Linked DNA regions of Gossypium hirsutum: region 1 is linked to region 2. Evidence: chromatin contacts called from public Hi-C data. All regions are on one chromosome and are shown on one strand. Each heading gives the region's core, a stretch centred on a gene start, on an enhancer-like site or on the middle of the called end of the contact. The rest is flanking DNA. Distances are from core to core; before and after follow the strand shown.

What was found. A called contact is a pair of places that touch in the nucleus more often than the background predicts.
Region 1: a contact with region 2 is called in a Hi-C map of leaf, with 2.4 times the contacts expected there. The contact joins the promoter of LOC107919767 here to the enhancer-like site in region 2. A contact is called at or near these places in 10 of 34 Hi-C or Micro-C datasets (callus, leaf, petal and 1 more).

The regions. Positions count from the first base shown.
Region 1 is chrA12:33,856,513-33,862,745 of Gossypium_hirsutum_v2.1, forward strand. LOC107919767 (phosphatidylinositol-3-phosphatase myotubularin-1) reads left to right here and starts at 4,944. Exons shown (of 18, transcript XM_041082351.1): 1 at 4,944-5,223; 2 at 5,308-5,376; 3 at 5,627-5,701. The coding sequence starts at 5,113.
Region 2 is chrA12:33,529,958-33,535,684 of Gossypium_hirsutum_v2.1, forward strand. It overlaps the pseudogene LOC107933599. Among protein-coding and RNA genes, the nearest start is that of LOC107921793, 18 kb to the right of the region's middle. Within about 2 kb of position 1,939, at least 7 of the 9 cell types and tissues checked have an H3K27ac peak or open chromatin away from gene starts, as enhancers often do. A contact at or near this core is called in leaf, where this site is marked.

The DNA.
Region 1 (6,233 bases), core at 3,694-6,193, 330 kb after region 2:
TTTATAGGATATATATATATACAAGTATAACATTATGATATGATTTTCGAGCTTATGTTTTTAAGTATTTGTGCGCATGATTTTCTTTTATAATTAGTTGTTTTGGAAGTTGATTATTAATAGGTTTGAATGACAATGTTAGTATTCGGCCTAGGTGGAAGAAAGTATTTTATTTGAAGTTTTAGGGTCAAGTATGCTAATATTGGTATATTTGGTTGATTATAATAAATTGAATATGTCACTTGATTGTTTATTTGCTTATGACTTACTAAACTGTGATAGCTTACTTTGTGTGTTATGTTACTCTGTTTTGATAGATTTTGGAGTCAAGCTACAAGCTTGGGGACCGTCAGAAAAGTTCATCACACTGTCAACTATTTTGGTACCTTTATAAGTTAAACTCGAATTATGGCATGTATAGACTAGAACATATTTTTGAAGTGTTGATTTTGGTTATGTAACTAAGGCCATGCAAAAATGGCTTGTTATTTATGTTTAAATTTTAATTTATGTGTGCTTAGCTATAATGTTTTACGATCTTGATTTTTGAAATATGCGGATATGCTTGATTGTGGTTTGATTCATGGTAAGTATATTATGTATTGGTAATGGCTTTATTTTTAAGCTTGAATTTAATTATGTTGGGTATGTTTAAATCTATTTCGATTAAAATGCTATATGTTTGGAATTATAAGTTATATGTGTTAGGTATTATGTGTTTTGAATCGGTTTGGTGGTGATGATAGTAGTTAGCACTATTTGGAGATTATGTTCTTGTATATAAACGTGTGTGGTGAGCTTGGTTAAATAAGTCAGCTTGGATAATGTTCTAGTTGGTGTACGTGAATTTGTTGTATAAATATGTGTATATTCGAGTGATACATATTACTATAATTCAGTTAGGACTTGAAAAGTTGGCAGTAGTTTATTTCGATTGGTGAGTAGTTTTAAATGAGATTTTGAATTTAATTAATATATATGATGATTCATGAATTGGCTTTTACACTTATATATCTATGTATATGATGTTTTGGCTTAATATAAATATGCATTTGTATTATAAAAATTATTTGGAAGATTAATTGGATGACCGAATCATAACTAATTAGTTTGGTTGCTTTTGTGCAATTTAGACAGGATAATTAACATGAGATTTGAGAGTACTTTAAATCATTATTTGTGTCTTGAATGGTAATTGTTTGTTGTAGATGATTTGGGTCATTTATATTAGTATGTGAGTTAAGTTTGATAAATTTAGGCAATGATGGTTCGGCAATAATCCAAATTTGATATAGTTCAATATACATGATGTGATTATTGGTTCATGAAATGTATATATATTCATATATAATCAGTCGGTGAATTTGTCTATGACATTTAAGTTAAGGAACAAATTACTATGTGAATTCTTTTAATTGGTTTAAGATGTGCATGTAAAGAATTAAAAGTTATATATTTGATTTTTAATTAGATATTCAATTACCAGTGAAGTGTTGAACATATGATGTGCACATAAGTAATATGATTTGTTTTAATGAATGTTTAATATTTAATTAATTATATGCTTTATATTTATATGATTATTATTTGAGTTATTATGAGTAAATTTAGAATTGTGCTTTTGTTCAGTAATGCTTCACAACCCCATTCCGGCGACAGATACGGGTTAGGGGTGTTACAGGTACTTGTACCACTCACAACATGGTTATACTTTTCTCGTTTAACTTAAACTGTAACTCTCACCGTTGAACCATTTGGAATGCTATCGGATATTCACTAAGCCTCAAACATAGGGTATAATGTCGACGTCATGTCCCAGACATGATCTTACACTGGCTCATCCATCACGTCGATGCCATGTCTTAGACATGGTCTTACACTAACTATCAAAATCGAGGCCGACGCCATGTCCCAGACATGGTCTTACACTAGCTCTCGTCTCAATGTCAATTGTCCCAAACATTTTCTTACACTAGCTCTCATAATGTGGCCGATGCCATGTCCTAGACATGGTCTTACAGTGACACCTCTTGTAGTTGATGCATGTCTTAGACATATCTTACACTAGCTTACATCTCAAAGCCGATGCATGTCCTAGACATGTCTTACACTAGCTCTCGTCTCAATGTCAATTGTCCCAAACATTTTCTTACACTAGCTCTCATAATGTGGCCGATGCATGTCCCAGACATGTCTTACACTGGCACACAAATAACCCGAATATCATGGCATGAATATCCGATTTATTTCCTAAGGTTCAAACGGGGGTTCTACTATCTCAATATTCATCATACATAATCATTTCCACAAACAAGCAATCTATTCTATATCAATTCAAACACATATAATAACAATGTAGTTGTATTATTTACATACAACTTACCTTGGTATACAAAATGTAGGCAACTAGTTCGGCTTAGTCCACTTATTTTGCTTTTCCTCAGTCTAGGCCTGAATTTTGTAATTCCTGATCTAAAATGATAGAAATTCATTCATTTCATCAGCATATTAATCTAGACACTCGAAAATTCATAATTGGGCAAAATGACCATTTTGCCCCTAGACTTTCACAAAATGACCATTTTACCCCTATGTCTGAAAATTGATTTTTGTCACATTTTCTCACTAACCAAGCATAGACGAATACTTTTTATACTATAGGCAGCCTATAATTCTCATTATTTCACACATTTATCACCTATTTTACAACTTATGCAAAATGGTCATTAGTTAGGGTTTCCATGAAAACTACTTCACAAAAGTTGTTTTTTTCACAATCATGATTCTTTTCTTCCATAAAATCTCAGAAAAAAACATGAACACTCTCATGGTAAAACCCTATACTTTTAACCATTTTGCAAAATAGTCCCCTTATTTGAAAGCTCATGCTACAAGGGTTCTAAAAGTACAAAAATCATCAAGAAAAACCATCAAGATCACTTACTTGTAGAAAGACTAAGTGGATGAAATTTCAAGCTTCAAAAACCCTTCTAATGGCTTCTATTTTCGATGGAAAAATGGAGAAGAAATATGACCCATTTGATTTTATTTTAATATTCAATTTACTAATGTCATCAATTACCAACCCTAGTCATCTTTTGACTTTTTGACTCCTCATGTCTCTATGGTCTTCTAGCTTGTCTTTTAAGGGTCTAATTGCTCTTTAAAGACCCCCAATTTAGGTTCTCTAGCTATTTGGCACCCTTAGCTATCAAAATAGGACTTTTGCACTTTATGCGATTTAGTCCTTTTTCACAATTAAGCATGAAATCGCTAAAATTAATTCACCAAAATTTCCATACTCTCATATAATCATGCCACAACACATAAAATAATATTAAAAATAATTTCTCTGACTTCAGATTAATGGTCCCGAAACCACTGTTCGGACTGGGCCCAAAATCGGGCCGTTACATACAGTGACCACGCCAACACATAAAAACTAGAGACCTATATTTCACCAAAAAGCGAACCCTTCAAGCAAAACATTACAGACTTATCAGAATAACCAAACAGTCCACCAATCATGGTGCGACAAACAATACAAATACAAAATTGACGGATAGAGCACAAAATCAGCCATACTTTGGTTAAAACTTAACCAACTATTTGCCCATACAAACTATCAACTAAGACTACACCGGGCGAAGTGTTACAAGTAAATCTTTAAAAATGTTGGTAAATCATTAAAAATTTGGTATGAATGAATGTTAAGTTGATTAGGCCTGGGATACTCAAAACAATTTTAGAAATTTTGATAAATCCTTAAAAATTTTGGTAATTCCTTAGATATTTTAGTATAACCTTAGAAATTTTTGTAAAACTTTAGAAATTTTAATAAATTCTTAGATATTCTGGTAAATCCTTAAAAATATTGGTTTCGTTTTTTTTAATTAAGGTTGTGTTTGTTTCACTGAAAACAACTTTCGAAAAATGATTTCTGGAAAATGGATCAATTTTCTGAAAAAGCTAAATTTTCTAATGTTTGGATGATTCTCCGTAAGATATTTTCCATTCTTTGACATTTTTAAAATCATTCTCTAAAAGGTATTCTTAGTGAAACAAACACAACATAAATATATTTGTTACAAAATATTATAATAGTATTTCCTTTCGACAATTGAAATTTATTTTATAATAATTAATATCATATATAAACTTAGTAATAATTAATATCTAATTAAAACTTAATTTAAATTACATATATGAGAGTCTATAATGACACATCAAAGTCAGAAGAGATAAATGAAGCTAAGCATGATTTAAACAAATACTCATATTTACATAATTAAAATATTCCTATTTTATAATATAAAAAATTTATTATTAAATATTTATAAATTGTAATATATATTTATTATTAAAAATTAATATAAATACTTTTCAATAATATATTAATAATATTATTTAAACTTAATTATTATTGTTAAAAATTATTATTAAAATAAAATTTTAAATATTAAATAATTCATTAAAATAATAAATTATATTATTAATTCATTATATTATTATATATAAAGAATTAAATATGTATGTTTAATAATATTTAACATTGTAATATTTGATATTAAAATTTTAATATTTTATATATTTTCAAAAGTTAAAAATAAAAATTATTATAATATTAAATTTAAGTTAAGTTAATTTTTATATAAAAATAAAATTACAAAAATATTTTTTTTCATAAAACGACTTAGAAGAAAAATTTATTTGAAAATGCTTTCTTTTCCCTTGCTGAATTTACTTTTTATGAAACAAATAAAAAAATATTTTTATCAATAATTTTTATGAAATAAACACACTTTAAACATTAGAAGTTAATGTATGTTAAAAATATATAATGATAAACCGTATGATAAGCTGTTTGTAAGTAAAGGCTACCCTAAAAATCATTTAATTGTCAATCTGTCCGGATTGATAAATATTCTAATACATTTGTACATGTAGCGAACAGCTGGAAAATCCAACCCGCCACACTTGCGGTCAACATCACTAATCCTTTCCTTTCATTTGTTTGTCTCTCCGAACTTAATTTTTCAAAACCTTCGAAAATTAATAAAATTTCAAAAAAAAAAAAAACAGAGGACGAATTGGAGTCAATACTCGACTGACATGGCTGCACTTCGGCCTCCTAGATCGGTCTCCTCCCGAGACAGTTCTGATGGTAGCGAGAGGTTGGACGGTGCTGGTAGCTGGGACGCCCTTGAATGGACCAAAATTGAGGTTTTTCTTTTTGTGGATTCTAGGGTTGTTTTTTTAAATTACTTTATCATTTTTAATAAGTAATTAACAAAGTTTTAACTGTAGCCGGTTACAAGATCTGTTTCCCATGTTAATTCGGAGTTTCTGCTTGAAGCTGAGCGAGTTATAGAGGAGGTACTTCTGAATTTTTTTTCTTTTATTTTTATTTCCTTTCGATTTTTCTTGAAATTATGGATTTTGAATTCTATTCATAGATAACTTAGATCACCCATTATCATTTGATTGAAATGAGAAATTCCAAGATTGTTAATTTCAAGAATCTTGATAAGTAGGTGAATTCTGTAAAATGAAGTTTCTGCTTCTTTCTTTAAATATTACAATAGCACATCTTAAAGTAATGGCACTTTGGAATATCTATTTTTAGGGCCATGGAGTTGTTCTTGTTAATAGAGATGAGGCCGGAACTTTGTTCGTTACCAACTTTCGACTTCTCTTTCTTGTAAGTAATTTGCCTTATGGCATTTAGTATTTGGTTAACTATTGCTGTCTTGCATTATTTGGCCAACATACATCAGCATCACTTTAAGCTCTTTTTGGTGAATGAAGAAATTTTTGAGTAATAGCACATACAAATATTCTGAGATTTCAAACTTGAAATAGATGGCATTTTTCCATAGGGATTATAAAAATTAGTTCTATGCTCCTGAAAATGCACTTAGTTACTTGGTATTCTAACAATGGAGTTCATTCTCCAGTTTTTTAAGCAAATGGGCAAATTTTATGTTTGTTTAAGAACTTCTTTAGATTGATATCAACCTTAATATTGCAAATTAAATGGTGTCACCGTACTCTCTGTTTTGACATTAGTATCAGCATGAAAACTGTCAGTCTCACACTAGAATATGCTCTATGTGATACTCAGCTTTAATATGAACTCATTCTATATAATGCTTTTAATGTTGAGAAGAAAATGAAGATGACAGAACAGATGGAAGAGATGAAATGCTTTTTCAAAAGAACTCATTGGTATT
Region 2 (5,727 bases), core at 689-3,188:
AGGTAAAATACAACACTAACTGAAGCGTAATGACAAATAATACTATAAAATCATGATAATTTGAAATTTCTCTTAAAATTATTGTGGAACACAGTATTGAACAAAGTTGTTTCAATCACTCACCGCGAAATACATGCCTAAATTTCCATTCATTTTCATGAAGATCCCTGGCAACTAACTCTTGAGCTGGAGGTTGCAGGGAGTAATCCTGAAGGCACAACAGAATTAAAAGATAGAGAAAGAAAAATAACCACTTAAACTAATTCAATTAAAACCAGATGCTAGTGAACTGAATTGCTTGTAACCTACTAAAACATACAAGAGGAGGAAAGACTTTTTCAGCAGCTCGACGAGGCACAGAAAATCCTCCATGAGTGCTTGTGTCACTTGCCGTCAGTGTTTTGCAAAAATAATTGGTTGGTTGTTTACTGGGAGTACCCGGTTCAGCAGGCAGGAGGAACACATTCTTTTGCTCTTGCTACAATAATGCTTTCACGTCAAGAAGTGCCAAATTAAAAGACTATCAAGCACAAAACCTTGAAACAAGGTCAAGTTCCCATACCGGGCTCAGTGGCTGCAAGGTCATTTGAGCATACACTTCATCTGTTTCTACATCTGCCTGTATTTGAATAAATGACTTTGTAAGCAACCAACTAAACATTCCATAAACAGAAAGTGGTTAACTGAGCATTTAACTTACATGCATGGTCACATTGTGAAGCTGACAGATAAGCTGAGGGGGTAAGCTAGGATAGTTCGGTATGTGAGCATCTACTTCCTTGTTGGTTGAAGCAGCAACCTGCAGAGGGAGTCATAAACACCAAAAGCTCGCAGAAATATTAGAAACGAAGCATACAGTTCCTCATAGAGTGTTCTAATCTTTTAGGAGCTTCAGCAGTTCACTCACCACTTCATGCATCAACAAGTAGACTATAATGAAGATATTCAGCGATACTGAAATGGCTGGTTCAAGGAAGTTCTATTACTACATGTAGCCAAAAAAGTTCCGACATCCTTACAAAGCATCTTAAAATTCTAAGTTCTCCCTAAAACTTAAGCTTATTGAACTCTTTTCTTGAGCAGAAATGGAGAAATAGAACCAAATCTGACAGAAAGCATGGGAAATAAGGCAGGTACAGTTACCTGTTCACTATGACCTTGGGGAAAATATACAACACGGCTTCCAACAGGCGGCAGGGACACCAGAGGACCCGCACATGCATGCCAAAGTTCAGAATTCAAACATTTCTTCTCCCCTGTACAAAAATCTTTCACTACTTTATAATTTCGAAAAAATTATAACTTAGCGCAGCTTTTTACTTCAAGAAAAATACTAAAAGAAAAAAAAATTAAAAGCTAAAAACAGTTACCTTCCTCAGTTTGCTGATTAAACCCTGATGAAGAGAGTCTCATTCTTCCAATATTTAAAAAAGAAAAGTTGTTCGTTCTCTAAAGAAAACCGAAGAAAAGTGCGGTTGAAATGGAAAATACACCTAGCCCTTGTTATTAAAGTATATTCAGGGGTCGTGCAACAGCCATAATTTCTAAGGAAAAAGAGAACTTACCCACCCCCACCCCCTTTCTCCACCAGACTCCTTTCAACTTAAGTTAAAATCAACATCCAAAAAATACGGGGAACAACCTTTTACTCAGAAGGGGTTCATGAAGCTCAGATCTTGCTTCTTTTTACATTCAAAATCATCCAAAGTTTCCAAAGCAAAACAAAACCCTAGCTTTCTTCTTCACGCAGATCTCCACATTTTGAAGCTTTTTTTCCCCAAGTAGAATACTATCTCAACCCACCGGAAGTGTACCTCTGCCCCGCACCTGATTACTGGAGCTGCTCAGTTGAGTTACAAAACTAGAAAATGACACTTTTTAATTACTCTACTTTTTGGAGCTCTTTTTAGAGAGAGGGCTGAAGACCTGGACGGCAGCTGGAAAGAGTGAGAAAGAAAATATACACACACATTAAAATCCGCTATCACTGATAATAAGGGTGGCTACCATTCTTTATTTATTGTTTTACAAATTTCTTATTTTAATATATTATTTTTATAAATAGTTTTACAATTTTTTAGGTGTTATAAAATAGTAATAATAATGCAAAAAAAATTTGCATTTCTTTATTTTCTATCATTATTATAAGTAGTATAAAGAGATTAGACTTCTTATTTTCTAATACATAAATATAATAAGTTAAAAAAGGAAGATGAAAGCTTGAATATCTACTTCATTGTAAAAGATATGTCTCATTAAAAACTTTAATAAGAAAAACCTTATAGGACAAAAACCTAGTGAAAGAAAAAAGATTACATAATCTTTTAAAACACAACTTGTCATAACCTTAAAATAAAAAATATAATGCAAATTACTCTCCCTCAATTAAGCATCACTTAAGATCTTTAAAACAATACAATCCAATGTTGAAAATTAACTTCTCAAGTGTAGCGGTAGGGAGTGCCTAATTAAATTCTCGATTATTTTTTGCATTGGGTGAGGGGTGTTACTAAGGGTGAGCGTTTGATCGAATCGAATCGAATCGAATGAAAAAATTTCGAGTTAACTGAGATGGAATTCAAATCGAATCGAATCGAATATATTTGTTCGAGTTAAATTTTAAAAAATAATTTTGGGTCTTTGTAACCACTGTCACCCATTGTAATAAAATTTATCCACCTTAATCAAATTTTTATTCACTTCCATCATCTCATAATTTATTTATTAAACTTTTATATACGGGTTAACTTATTTGCTTGCTTAGTTGTTTCAATTATCTTCAGATTCTTGTCATTATGTATTTTGAAATTAAAAAATATATTAAATGTAAAAATGTGATTTTTTTTAATAAAAGTTATTTTAAAGATAAAATGTGAAATTGATACTAATATAAAATTTTAACACGAATATTTTATGACATAATTAATAATTCAATTTTAATATAAATAATCAATATGACTAAATAATTTAATAATATAAATAATATAAAATGTGAAATTTAACTTAATAATATAAATAGTAGATATAAATAAAATTATTACTATTTATGTTTAGTGATTTTTTTTGGATAATTTTGATTTTTTATTTGAGAGTAGGGTGAGAAGTAAAAGTTTAGGGGAAAATTAAAAAGTTTTGGAGGAATAAAAGTTTGAGGGAAAGTAAATAGGAGGAGTAAAATTTTGGAGAGAAAATATTAAAAAAAAATTGGGGGGGAGGGTTTGGGGTAGATGGGAGGTGGAATGGGAAGGGAGTAAAAGTTTTAGGGAGAAAATGGGAGGGAGTAAAAATTTTGGGGGAAAATAAAAAGTTTTGAAGTTTTTGGAAGTAAAAGTTTGAGAAAAAGTAAATGAGAGAGTAAAATTTTGGTGGGAAATGGATTTTGAGTAGGTTGGAGGGTTGGGATGGTAGGGGAGTAAAATTTCCGGGGAGAAAGTGAGGAGGAATAAAAGTTTTGAGGGAAAAGTAAAAAGGTTTGAGAGTTGGGGGTAAAAATGTAAAATATTATAGTTTGATATTCAAATTATTCGAATTATTTGAGTTATTCAAATTCGAAAACTCTACTCGATTCGAACTCGAAATTCGAAAAAAATTCAAGTTGACTCGAATAACTCGATTCATTTAACTCGAAATTTGAATTTTTTCGATTTTTTCGAGTCGAATCGAGTTTTGCTCACCCCTAGGTGTTACAACAATGCATATTTTGCTCACCTTATTTGAACATCATTTTATAACTCAATATTGAGTCATTCAATATTATTTATAAATAATAAATCATCAACATATACAACAAATTTTGTTGATGCGTATCAATATAGCAATAAAATTCAATTGTATTCTCATGCTTTAGATGTCGCCAATAACTTTATAAAGCATGATATTTTGTATCATTCACTATGACCAATACAATGAGTGCATTGAGCACATAAAGAAATGGCACTTCTAGACCATCATATATAACATTATTGTTTGACCATTTGTAACACCCCAAACCCGGCCCAGACGTTATGGCCGAATCTGACGTGCCACATTGAAGTTAAAAATCCATGCTTCATTTTAGTGTTTTATAAACCGACTTTCGTTGAGCTAACAAAGTGAATGGAAGCTGGGCACCAGGTAGGAATCCGTAACAAATGAGATGAGCCATGAAGGCTGCTTAAGTACCAAGCTCTTCGATTGGATCCAATCCTAGACATGCCCACAACCATTGCCACACTTAGTTACAACGAGTTGAAATTTCTTTGATAAATCAATTAGTCGTGACGTCGTGTTATTTTGAAAACAAGTATCGTTTTAAAAACGCGTCCTAAGTCTAGCCCATTTGAATTATTATCAACCCGTTTAAAGTTATAAAAAGAAAAATAAATAAAATAAACCCAGAAAAAATAAAGTTAAAATGGCCTTATTACAATCCAAAAATAAATAATAAGTGAAGTAACCTAAAGAAACCAGTCATTTATTTTAAAAGCCTAAAAGCGATCACCGTGGCCACTCTGAATTCCCTCCGGCTTCAAGTCCCCATATCAAGGCCCACCTGCAAGGTTAAGGAAAGGGGGTGAGTTTGGAAACTTAGTGTGCAACAAGCCCATTTCAGAGCCCAAAACAATATCAGCCTATTGGCCTAAGCCCAAATTCCATCTCAGCATATACTGGGCCGAAGCCTTTTCATATTTCATATTTCATAACACTGGGCCGAAGTCTTTTCATATTTTATATTATTGGGCCGAAGCCTTTATTGTAAACGGTATGGCCCATAGGCCCATTTCAATATCACATGTAATGTCAATGAAAGAATGCAAGCCCACTTGGGGAGACTACTCGACCCACCATCCGCTACTCTCCACCGTACCAACCAAGCTCTCCGTGTGGGGAATAACTCAACCCACCCAACCAAAACTCTCCACTGGCAGCATAGCTGCTTTATCATATAACTGGAGGCCTAGCCTCTTTTAATAACTGGGGTAAAGCCCTTTTGATAAACTGGGGCAAAAGCCCTTTTAATAAACTGGGGCAAAAGCCCTTTTTGCACTTCCTCCATCCATATAAACCCAACCCAATGCATTATGAATACATCATGTGCATATCATACATATCATGTGCATATCATACATATCATGTGCATATCATATCAATCATGTATATCAAAACCCATGTACCAAATTTATAATTAAACCCTAAGGGTATAATGGTCATTTTTACTTAGGGGCAAAACAGTCATTTTCATAATATAAGGGCAATTTCATAATTTTACCAAATATTAGGGATTTTCCATGTTCATTATCAATTACTAACAATTCATGTGCTTAAACAGCGATTCTGACCCATTTTTAGCGAAACCGAGCTATTGGGCTAAAAACCCCTAATGGGCTCTACATAGCCGAATTAGTCATCTAGGCCCATTTAGCCTATATTCCTCAACGGTAATAGCAGTCTTAACGCACAATTTAACAGAATTCCTTTTTCTCCCAAATTTACCCAAATGGGCCCGGAAACCCATTGGGCCCTATTTCAGCCCCTCGAGGCCCAACTTACCGTGATGCCAAAAATCGTGCTCTTACCTGTTCCAACGATCTCGATCATCAACTTAGTGAATCTAACTAACCAATGAGCGTTCACTTGCTCACAAGTCCTCGAAATGCCAGAATTTCGGTATTCCGGCTTTTCGGCATTTATCGATTTAAGTTACGAAAGAAAGTTCGTTCAACACCTGATTTGCGATATTCCTTGACG